Linked DNA regions of Sus scrofa: region 2 is linked to region 1. Evidence: chromatin contacts called from public promoter capture Hi-C data. All regions are on one chromosome and are shown on one strand. The core of a region is the stretch at or near the end of the contact, and the rest is flanking DNA. Distances in the headings are between cores, read along the strand shown.

Region 1 (4,995 bases), core at 1,682-4,181:
CTTGGCGCCCCCTGCCCCACCCGCCCCGCCCAGAGGGCTTCCCCGGAGACTCCCAGGCTCTGGCGGCGCCGTGGGGGCGGGGCAGCCCTGATGGCCAGAGCAGGGTGCAGGCGGGGCGGGAGGCTGGGACCGTGATCGCGGCCGTGTGCGTCCGTGTACGCGGCGGCCGTGCGGGGTCCGGGTGCGCCTGCGGCGGGGACGACCGGGTGCCGGAGCCGAGCGGGCGACACGCGCGTCTCTGCGGGGCTGCGCGGGGTCCGCGGAGCGGCTGGGGGCGCGCGGCGCGGGCGCGGGCGCGGCGCTGGGCGCGGGGGGCGCTCCCGGCCGGGATGAGCTCACCGCAGTCGCGCCGGGGCTGAGCGCCGAGCCGGGCGGCGGCGGGGCGGGTGGCGGCTGCTCGGCGGCTCCGGCGGCGGGGCCGGGCCGCGGGCCACCATGCTGGGCCTGGACGCGTGTGAGTTGGGGGCGCAGCTGCTGGAGCTGCTCCGGCTGGCGCTGTGCGCCCGAGGTGAGCGGGCCGGGTTAGGGCCAGGGCGGCCACGTGGGTGGGGGGCTCTGGCCCGGGGGCTCAGCCCTGCAGGGCCGGCTTCTCCCCCGTGGAAACTTTGGGGGCGCTCGTGGGAACCTCGCGGCACGGTCCCCCCAGCTGGGCTCTGGCGGGGGTGGGGGGCTTCGTCCAAGCTAGATACTCATGGGGCAACAAGAGTGGGCGGGTCTGTTGGTGAAGCCAGAGTGGCAGGGGGGACCCTCTCCCCTTGCAAAACCTGCCCCTGAGGTCCCCTCTCCCTTGGGTGGGGCTGGAGCTCCTTCAGGGAGGGTGTGGGTCCTTGAGAAGACCCAGGGGGCAGTGGGCAGGGACTCAGAAAGCCCCTGCCCCAGGCACCAAGGGAGCTGGAGCCTAGGACTGTGGGAAGGGCGCAGAAGGACCCCTGCCAGAGCCCCATGGGAAGGGGCCCAGGAGACTGAGTCTGGAGGCACCTGGGGAGCTGGCCTGAGCGCAGGGGTTTGGAGAGAACCCTCACTGCCCTTCAGGAGCATTATGGGAAGGAAACCACGGGGCTGTGGGAGACCCCTGAGAGGAGCCGTGGGGTGGAGGACCAGGGAGCATTATGGGAATATGGGAAGCGGCCCTTGGACACTGGGGAGCCTGGAGGGCAGTAAAAAGGCACAGCCTCTGATCTAGGGAAGGCCTGAGAAATCTCCCCTCTGCAGTGGTGGACCTCACCCCTTGGGGCTGTCCCCCATTTGGGGTCTTCCTTCCCCCGGCCTTTGGCCTCAAGGTCAGGGAGGGGCCCTGGGCAAATGCCTGGGTCAGGACGAGGCAGCCTCCAGGGTCCACTTGGGAGCTTCACCCAGGCCCAGGCCCCAGGCCCCTCCCAAAGAGGTTGGCTGTGGGTGCTGCTCTGCATCTTCCCGCCCCCCCCCACCCCCCGTGCCCTGAGCCTTCACAGCATCCTAAGTTCCTCTGGGCAGATGGGCAGATGGCAGGTTCCTGCAAATGCCAGGGTCAGCTGGCAGCAGCTGCTCACACACCCTCCTTGACTCCCCAGTCCTCCTAACCGACAAGGAGGGGGGGCAGCTGCCGCCAGATGAGGTGCTAGACGAGGCTGTGCCGGAGTACCAGGCCCCGGGGAGGAAGAGCCTCCTGGAGATCCAGCAGCTGGACCCGGACGATGAGAGCCTGGCCAAGTACAAGCGGGCGCTGCTGGGGCCTGTGCCACCTGTCGTGGGTACGCACGTGCCCTGGGCTTGGAGGGAGGGCAGGCAGGGGCACCTGTAGACTTCTGGTTTCTCTTCAGACCCAAGCCTGCCCAACGTCCAGGTGACCAGGCTGACACTGATGTCCGAGCAGGCTCCAGGGCCCATCACCATGGACCTCACAGGTAACTCTCGCACTGCCTGGCGCAGCCCTGAGCCCCAGCTAGGGACCTCACAGGTAACCCCCTCTGCAAAGCACGGACTGATCTTTGGGGTAGAGACCCAGGCTCATGACCATGGGCCTCCTGGGCGCCCCATGTGCGATCCCAAGTCCTTAGACCGTAGCCGCCGAGGATACAGCCCCCCGGGGGCTCCGGGGCAGGGTCTCGGCTCTCACAGGAGTTCTCACGTGGCTGTACTTTCCCTAACAGGGGACGTGGCTGCGCTGAAAAGCCAGGTGTTTGTCCTGAAAGAGGGCGTTGATTACAAAGTGAAGATTACCTTCAAGGTGAGGGGCTGTCATGGGGGACACAGCCGGCCACAGACCCAGCCCCCGAGGTCCCCCTTAACCCCCCCTGTCCCTCAGGTCAACAAGGAGATCGTCAGCGGCCTCAAGTGTCTGCACCACACCTACCGCCAGGGCCTGCGTGGTGAGGGCGGCGTGGAGGGGGCAGCCCGGGCGGGGCTTCGGGGCGGGGCCCATGGGGCGCAGGGAAGTCCCTGACACCCCCGCCCTCCCCCAGTGGACAAAGCTGTCTACATGGTGGGCAGTTATGGCCCGAGCGCCCAGGAGTATGAGTTCGTGACGCCGGTGGAGGAGGCGCCCCGAGGCGCGCTGGTGCGGGGCGCCTACGTGGTCACGTCCTTCTTCACGGATGACGACAGGAACCCCCACCTGTCCTGGGAGTGGGGTCTCCACATCTGCCAGGACTGGGAGAGCTGAGCGCCCCCCGCCCGGGGCTGTCTCCCCACGTGGGGTCCTGGTTCCCCCCCGCCTCTCTCTGTCAGTCGCTGCAAAGGACCCCTGCGCCTTCCCTGGCCCCTCAGTGACCCACGCCCTCTGTCCTGTCCTAGGGTGCCCCCTTCCCGGGCCTGGCGCTGTGCCCTGAACAGCCCTATTAAACGTCGCTCTGTCTCGGTGCCCTGGTGTCGCCTGTCTGCCTCCCTCCCCCGGGCTGGGGGAGCCTGCTGGCCTTATCTTCCCCGCGACCAGGCCTGGGTGCCACGTGGCGGTGGCTGCTTGGCCCCCGGCCCCCTTATCTGCCCCCGCCCCGTGGGCCCCGGCACTGCCATGGACGGCCAACTCCTGCTGGGGCTGCTACTGCTGCTGCTCGGGGCCTCAGGCCTTCAGGGCCAGGGGCCAGGGCCCGGGGGACCCTCAGAGGGGCCCCCCGATGAGGAGGAGGAGCAGGAGGAGGAGGAGGTCCCCGAGGAGGATGGGATCTTGGTGCTGAACCGGCGGACCCTGGGCCTGGCCTTGCGGGAGCACCCTGCCCTGCTGGTGGAGTTCTGTGAGTGCTGGGGCCACCGGGGGTTCTCACACCAAGGGCCGCGGGGGCTCCGTCCGGCACTCAGGGCCCACTGTGCTCCTGGCGCTCCGCCAGAGGACGCCCAAGGCAGAGCCCTGGGGCTGAGCTGGGCTGGGGTCCAGTCCTCACAGTGGGGGCCAGGTGCAGGGGAGACCTGTGCTCATTGATCTTGTACTAATGCTTCCTATAAAGGGCCAGCTCGCACTCGGGCTGGCGTCTTCTGGGCTTTTACCACCTTTGCATAGTGCGAGCCCTTCTTAGCTGGAGGCCTCAGCAGGCAGGACGCGGGCAAGCCAGACTCGGGGCAGCACCCAGAGGGGTCTTCCTAAAACACATTGTCAGGACAGGACTGGCATGGGACCCCCAGCTGGAGGCCTTGAGGGGTCCCGTCTCTGGGGCGTGGGCTCCATGTGGCCGAGGCTCAGGTGGGCCCCTGATGCTTGCTCCTTGCTGGACCTGACTGACTCCAAGGTCTGCAGGCCCTGGCTGGGCGGGAGCAGGGGCTCCGGCTGGGGTCTTGGAGGCCGGGGGCACTCATGGCCCTGTCCCCCAGATGCCCCGTGGTGTGGGCAATGCAAGGCGCTGGCCCCCGAGTACAGCAAGGCGGCTGCCCTGCTGGCAGCAGAGGCGGCCAAGGCCAGGCTGGCCAAGGTGGATGGGCCCGCGGAACCAGAGCTGGCCGAGGAGTTTGCCGTGACAGAGTACCCCACGCTCAAGTTCTTCCGCGACGGGAACCGCACGCACCCGGAGGAATACACTGGTGCCGGGAACGGGGCGGAGCGGGCGGGGCAGGGCGGGGCGGGGGGCAGGGGCTGGGCCCAGGCTGAAGGATCCTTTGCAGGCCCACGGGAGGCCCAAGGCATCGCTGAGTGGCTGAGGCGGCGCGTGGGGCCCAGTGCCACGCAGCTGGAGGATGAGGAGGGTGCCCGCGTGCTGATGCGTGCCTGGGACGTGGTCGTCATAGGCTTCTTCCAGGTGAGCGGTGGCCCGCGGGGGCGGGGGGGAGGGAGGCAGGGCCTGTGAGGCCCACTGGCCAACTAGGAGGCTCGGGCCCCTTAGGACTTGCAGGACAAGGATGTGGCTACCTTCCTGGCTGTGGCCCAGGATGCCCTGGACATGGCTTTTGGCCTCACGGACCGGCCACAGCTCTTTCAGAAGTTCGGCCTCACCAAGGACACCGTGGTCCTTTTCAAGAAGGTGGGTCAGGCGGGGAGTCAGGCCGGCAGGGATGGGGGTCAGGGCCATGGCTCCTGCTGACTCACCTGGTGTTCTCCAGTACGACGAGGGCCGGGCAGACTTCCCAGTGGACAAGGAGCTGGGCCTGGACCAGGGGGATCTGTCCCGCTTCCTGCTCACGCACAGCATGCATCTGGTCACGGAGTTCACCCCGCAGGTAAGCTGGGCTGGAGGCGCAGGTGGGGGGCGGGGGCGGGGGCAGGTGCCCTTGCGCTCCGCCCCACGAGCTCCACCTGCCCCTGTAGACATCCCCTAAGATCTTTGCGGCCAGAATCCCTAACCACTTGCTGCTGTTCATCAACCAGACGCTGGCCGCTCACCTGGAGCGGCTGAGCGGCTTCCGGGAGGCGGCTCCCCGTTTCCGGGGGCAGGTACTGGCTGGGCTGGAGGGCGGGGCGGTGGGGAGGCGGGGCGCCCACGCGGACTCCCTGCTGGCAGGTGCTGTTTGTGGTGGTGGACGTGGGCGCCAACAACGACCACGTGCTCCAGTACTTCGGCCTCAAGGCCGAGGAGGCCCCCACCCTGCGTTTCG
Region 2 (4,995 bases), core at 1,829-4,328, 170 kb before region 1:
AGAAATACCATCTCCTAAGTTTACCGCAATCCCAGGAATTGAGAATCAAAATAATAAAAGAAAATCCACGCCATTGACAATGTCATAACCACACTAGTCCTACACACAGGAGTCAGTTTTGGATTCTTGTTTTGGGATTTGGCGTCTCCACCTTAAGGCATTTAAAACCCTGAGAAGGTGGTATCGGATTTTAATTTTAAGTAAATATTCAGAATAAACGCTGATCCACCGAGTTTGCAACTAACAGCTAAATACTTAAGGACAGCTAGTGTTCTAAGTCAAAGCCCCATTTTCTTGGGTGTGCCAACATATAAATAAATGTTTACGAGCGTCAGCTGGTGGCGAGAGAAAGCTCACTGCCCACTAAACGGGAAAGATGGATAACAGGACCCTAAATAAGACGCACTTGGTGTGGCCACTGCCCCCAAACACAAGTTCTCCCTGGACGTCAGCAAATTCATCCACTGCCTGGGCGATGGGGGCCATCTCCTGGCCCCCCGGCCGGGCCACTCTGAGAAGGCTGGCTTTCTGCCACACCGGCAAAGATGCTCAGAACCCGCAGTTCCCTTCCAGCTGGGAATCCGCCCTGGGGAATGAGGTGAGCAGATGCTGGGCAGCGGGGCCACCCGGCCCTAGTCCCTCCAGCGGTGTCCACACTGAGCATTGCAGCACTTGTAGAAGGTGGTCATGGGCTCGTCGGCAGAGCGGGTCTGGAGCTGCATGAAATAGGCCCGAGGATGCTCACACTTGGGACACGGCTCTGGCGTGAGAAAAACAAGGGACCCACGGTTACTTCAAAAAGGATGCCCAGTGTGGCACAGAGGCTGAAGAATCCGACTGCAGCGGCCTGGGTTGCGGCTGCGGCGCGGACCAAGTCCCTGGCCGGGGAACTTGTGGCATGTGGAGGTAGCCCAGAAAGGTCACGGTCATAAGGCAGTAAGCCACCTCAAGATTCGAAATCAGGTCTGAACAGCTCCAAAGCTTGTGCCGACACTGGTTTTGGAACAAAGAAAGTATCAAGGAAGGAGTTCCTGTTGTGGCGCAGCGGAAACGAATCCGACTAGGAACCATGAGGTTGTGGGTTCAATCCCTGGTCTCACTCAGTGGGTAAAGGATCTGGCCTTGCTGTGGCTGGGGTGGAGGCCAGCGGCTGCAGCTCTGATTAGACCCCTAGCCTGGGAACCTCCATATGCCGTGGGTGGGGCCCTAAAAAGCAAAAAACAAACAAACCAAAAAAACCACCACATGAATAAATAAAAATTTCTAAGAAATTATTAAGGAAGAAAATATAGACTTCCTCTTCGCAGAAGCACAAGCAGACTGCCACGGAGGGGCAGAGTCAGCAGCCCCGTACCATCCACAGCTCTGCCCGGGAACAGGCCTCTCCCTCTCACCTGCGGTGGAGTCGACGTTCTCCCAGGCAGCTGCTCCACCAAGCACGTCATCCACTTCTTTCAGCTTTGGGTACTTCCGATTCGTTACCTAACAAACAACAGCCACTCTTCAGTCTCTCCAACTGACTGAACCGCACACCCCAGGATCACCTAACCACACCTGCCCGCAGGTGTCTGGCTTCTTCCACCCTTCAACCCGGACGGGAGGGGTACTGGACAGGCAGAGGCCCTGCTCCATCAGAACTTAGAGGACCCATGATTGGACTGCCCCAAGAGAAGGTCTCTGCAAGGACTGGACAAAGCAAGAGGAGCAAGAGAAGCATGGCTCGGGTATGGCCCTCCTCTTCTCCCACACCCCCTAAGGCTGGGTAGCCCGAGACGAGGCCCCAGAGAACTGAGGCCAAAGAAGGGCAATCTCAGCCGGGGAGCCGCCCCCCCCCCCCAGGCTCCGGGCAGAGCTTTCTAAGCACTTGCCAGGTTCTACCAGCCGTCCTTGACCTGTCGGGGTAGGTAAGAGTCCACCCTCCGCGTCGTTTCAGACCCTAAACTCCCACAACACGGCCACATGGCAGGACACTATACAAATCTATACAAATACTAAGGAGAAAGTAGCACTTGGGAGTTCCCTGCTGGCTCAGCGGGTTACCGCCCTGGTTCTGTCCCGGTTCTGTCGCTGCTGTGGTGCAGGTTTGCAGGTGTGGAAAGCGACATAAGCAAAAGAAATCTTGGTGACTCCATTTTGCTGAAATGCCTTCCTGCAACCCCCCCCCCTTCCCTCTTCTCCCAGTAACAGTTTGTTTCAAATTAGCCAACTGGGAAGAACGTGCACCCTGACCTGACCCACGGGAAGGGGACAGGGTACATCCCCTGTGTTAGGGATAAACAGGGGAGGGTCCTTTGTTCGGGGCACGCGCACTTTTTGGGGTGCCCAGCGCCCTTCTGCAGCAGTAAAGAGCCTTGTCGAGATCTCCCCGTGTTCACGTGCCTCATTTTTCGACAATGACGATCCGAGCCACGTCCCCAGCACAAGGAACTTGTGCATGCCAGGGTGCCGGGGGCGCGGCCAAAACAAAAACTAAACAAACAAAAAGAAAGAAAGAAAAGAAAGTATACTGGAAGGCAGTGAGCCCTATATGAAAAATAAAACTAGGGAACGGAAAGGCCGCATTTATATAAACAATCCCTTAGGTAAATACAGGCAGGAGTGACAGGAACGAGTGAGTCCCTAGGGGAAGAGCGACTAGAACAGAAAACTCCTGCACAGACCCTGGAAGCAGCGCCTTGGGCAAGACCGGGGCGCCTCCGAGAGGCTGGCGGTGCGGGCAAGAGGCTGCTGGGACGCGAAACCCAAGCAGAGGACGGAGCTAGGGGAGGTGAGGGTCAGGGCCTGGCGCGCTCCGCGAGAACGACGGCTGCGGCCCTGCGTGCCGGGAGGCCGGCGCGGACCCACCTTGCGGGTGATGTTGTGCACATAGGGGCAGGTGTTGCAGGCGAAGCGGTGGCAGCGCTGACCCTCCTCCACAATCAGCCCGTTCCCGCAGCCTGGGCAGAAGAGCAGCATCACGACAGCCCAGCCTACGCTCCCTGCAGCTCCCTGGCCGTGGACTCCGGGGGCTTCCGGGCGCCCCGAACTCCCCATTGGTCCCGGCGGCCGCCTCTCAGCAATCAGCCCACCAGTAGGCACGTCGGCTCCGCACTCCCAGTGTGCACTGCGGCAGGCTGGCTCCCAAAGCATCATTTCTCATTGGTCCTGGCGGTAGCCCCGCCCCTCGACCAAAGGCCGGGCCGTGGGTGGCTTTCCCCGCGGGAAGCCCGGGAATCCCGGGCCCGGGTCGCGAGAGGCGGTGTGGGGGCGGAACCCGCGGGCTGCGAGGCGCCCTGGAGGTGGCGGGGGCCTCGGGACGGCCAGAGCCGCAGGAGGACGAGGAGGATGAGGAAGAGGCACTGCCGCACTCCGAGGCGGTGGACGTTTTCCAAGAGGGTCTGGCCATGGTGGTGCAGGACCCGCTGCTCTGCGACCTTCCGATCCAGGTGCGCATGGGTCGGGGCCTCTTCCCCCGCTCCGGAGCCCAGCGTCAGGGAGAGGACCGATTCTGGGGTACCGATGATGGCAGCGGCCCGGAGACCTCCAGAAGCGGCCTCAGGGCGTAAACGAGGGTCTAGGCTCCGACTGGGCCTGGGAGGCGAGCGAGGCACTGGTCTCCGGCGCGGCATTTACGAAGGGTTCCCTGGTAGTCTAGCGGTTAAGAACTCCGCCATTGTCACTGCTGTGGCTCGGGTGCTGCTGGGCGTGCGTTCGACTGGCAGAGGAACTCTCGCATGCTGCGGGCATGGCCAAAAAAAAAATAAAAAAGGAGCGCCAAAAACCCGCTAGTCAGGACACATGACATTTCAGTATAGTGTTTTGGTTGGTTTAGGAGGTTTTTTGTTGTTTCGGCTTTTTGTTTTTGTCTTTTTAGGGCCGCACCTGGGGCATATGGAAATTCCCAGGCTAGGGCTGGAATCCGCTGGCCTACACCACAGCCACAGCAACTCAGGATCCAGAGCGGCATCTGCGACCTTCAACACAGCTCATGGGCAACGCAGGATCCTTGACCCACTGAGTGGGGCCAGGGATGGAAACTCCAGTACAGTGTTTTTAAAACTCAACATTGGTTTATAAAGACCTAGGGTAAACAAAATGATATCATGTCAGATAAAAAGACCAGTATTAAAGATTTCTGGAGTTCCCATCATGGCTCAGTGGTTAACGAATCCGACTAGGAACCATGAAGTTGCAGGTTCGACCCCTCCCTGGCCTTGCTCAGTGGGTGAAGGATCTGGCGTTGCTGTGAACTGTGGTGTAGGCTAGTGGCTACAGCTCCGATTAGACCCCTAGCCTTGGAACCTTCATATGCCGCCAGTGCAGCCCTAAAAAACCAAAAAAATGAAAAATAATAAAGATTTCTCCATTCTCCTCAGGCTTCAGTATGACCTGGCACACTCCTGTTTTTAAATCTTTGTATTTTGCCCATCATGAAAATGTTAAATTAGTTTGTTTTCTTGATAGTGGTATTCGTCTTCTGTTGCCCCGGTAAATGTTGCACCCCTGCCCCAGCCTTGCCTGGGGCCCCAGGGCCTGAGGGTTTTTTTGGGGGCAGGGGGAGCCCTCCCAGGCTGGGCACTCAGGCCCAGGGCTGCCCCTCCCATCCAGCTGCTGGGCCGGAGGAGCAAGGGCTGCTCCTCAAGGAGGCTGTTTCTCTGCTCTCCTCTCCCGGGTCTCCGCCTCCTTGGCAAAGGTGACCAGGACTTGAGATGGAGGTGCTGAAACACTGGGACCCCCCCTAACCCGTAGGCAAGAACGTTCCCCAAATATGGTACCGCTTTGTTTGAATGATGGGCTGGTTCTTCTTCCCTTTTGTTTGGGGCGGTGAAGCAAGCTCCCGCCCCCAGCCTGGGTCTCTTCTAGGTTACTTTGGAAGAAGTCAATTCCCAAATAGCCCTCGAATATGGCCAAGCGATGACAGTCCGAGTGTGCAAGACCGATGGAGAAGTCATGCGTAGGTGCCGCCTCCTACCATCTCAGGCTGAGGGGCGGAACTCGGGGGAGGGCCTTAGCAGG

Evidence for each region. Promoter capture Hi-C pulls out the DNA fragments that hold promoters and counts their contacts.
Region 2: a promoter capture Hi-C map of fetal liver shows a contact between it and region 1, with 2.4 times the contacts expected there. The contact joins the promoter of SNRNP25 here to the promoter of PDIA2 in region 1. A contact is called at or near these places in 1 of 5 promoter capture datasets (fetal liver) and 1 of 47 Hi-C or Micro-C datasets (omental adipose tissue).

What each region holds. Positions count from the first base shown.
Region 1 is chr3:41,395,483-41,400,477 of Sscrofa11.1, reverse strand. It overlaps PDIA2 (protein disulfide-isomerase A2), which reads left to right and starts at 2,931. Exons shown (of 11, transcript XM_021086939.1): 1 at 2,931-3,209; 2 at 3,781-3,987; 3 at 4,069-4,202; 4 at 4,287-4,424; 5 at 4,504-4,620; 6 at 4,709-4,834; 7 at 4,902-4,995. The coding sequence starts at 2,990. It overlaps ARHGDIG (rho GDP-dissociation inhibitor 3), which reads left to right. Exons shown (of 6, transcript XM_021086943.1): 2 at 1,551-1,730; 3 at 1,800-1,883; 4 at 2,130-2,206; 5 at 2,285-2,348; 6 at 2,442-2,838. The coding sequence ends at 2,641.
Region 2 is chr3:41,569,811-41,574,805 of Sscrofa11.1, reverse strand. It overlaps SNRNP25 (U11/U12 small nuclear ribonucleoprotein 25 kDa protein), which reads left to right and starts at 3,078. Exons shown (of 5, transcript XM_005655108.3): 1 at 3,078-3,425; 2 at 4,843-4,933. The coding sequence starts at 3,078. POLR3K (DNA-directed RNA polymerase III subunit RPC10) reads right to left here and starts at 3,097. Exons shown (of 3, transcript XM_003124677.5): 1 at 2,845-3,097; 2 at 1,395-1,482; 3 at 1-760. The coding sequence starts at 3,033. The coding sequence ends at 633.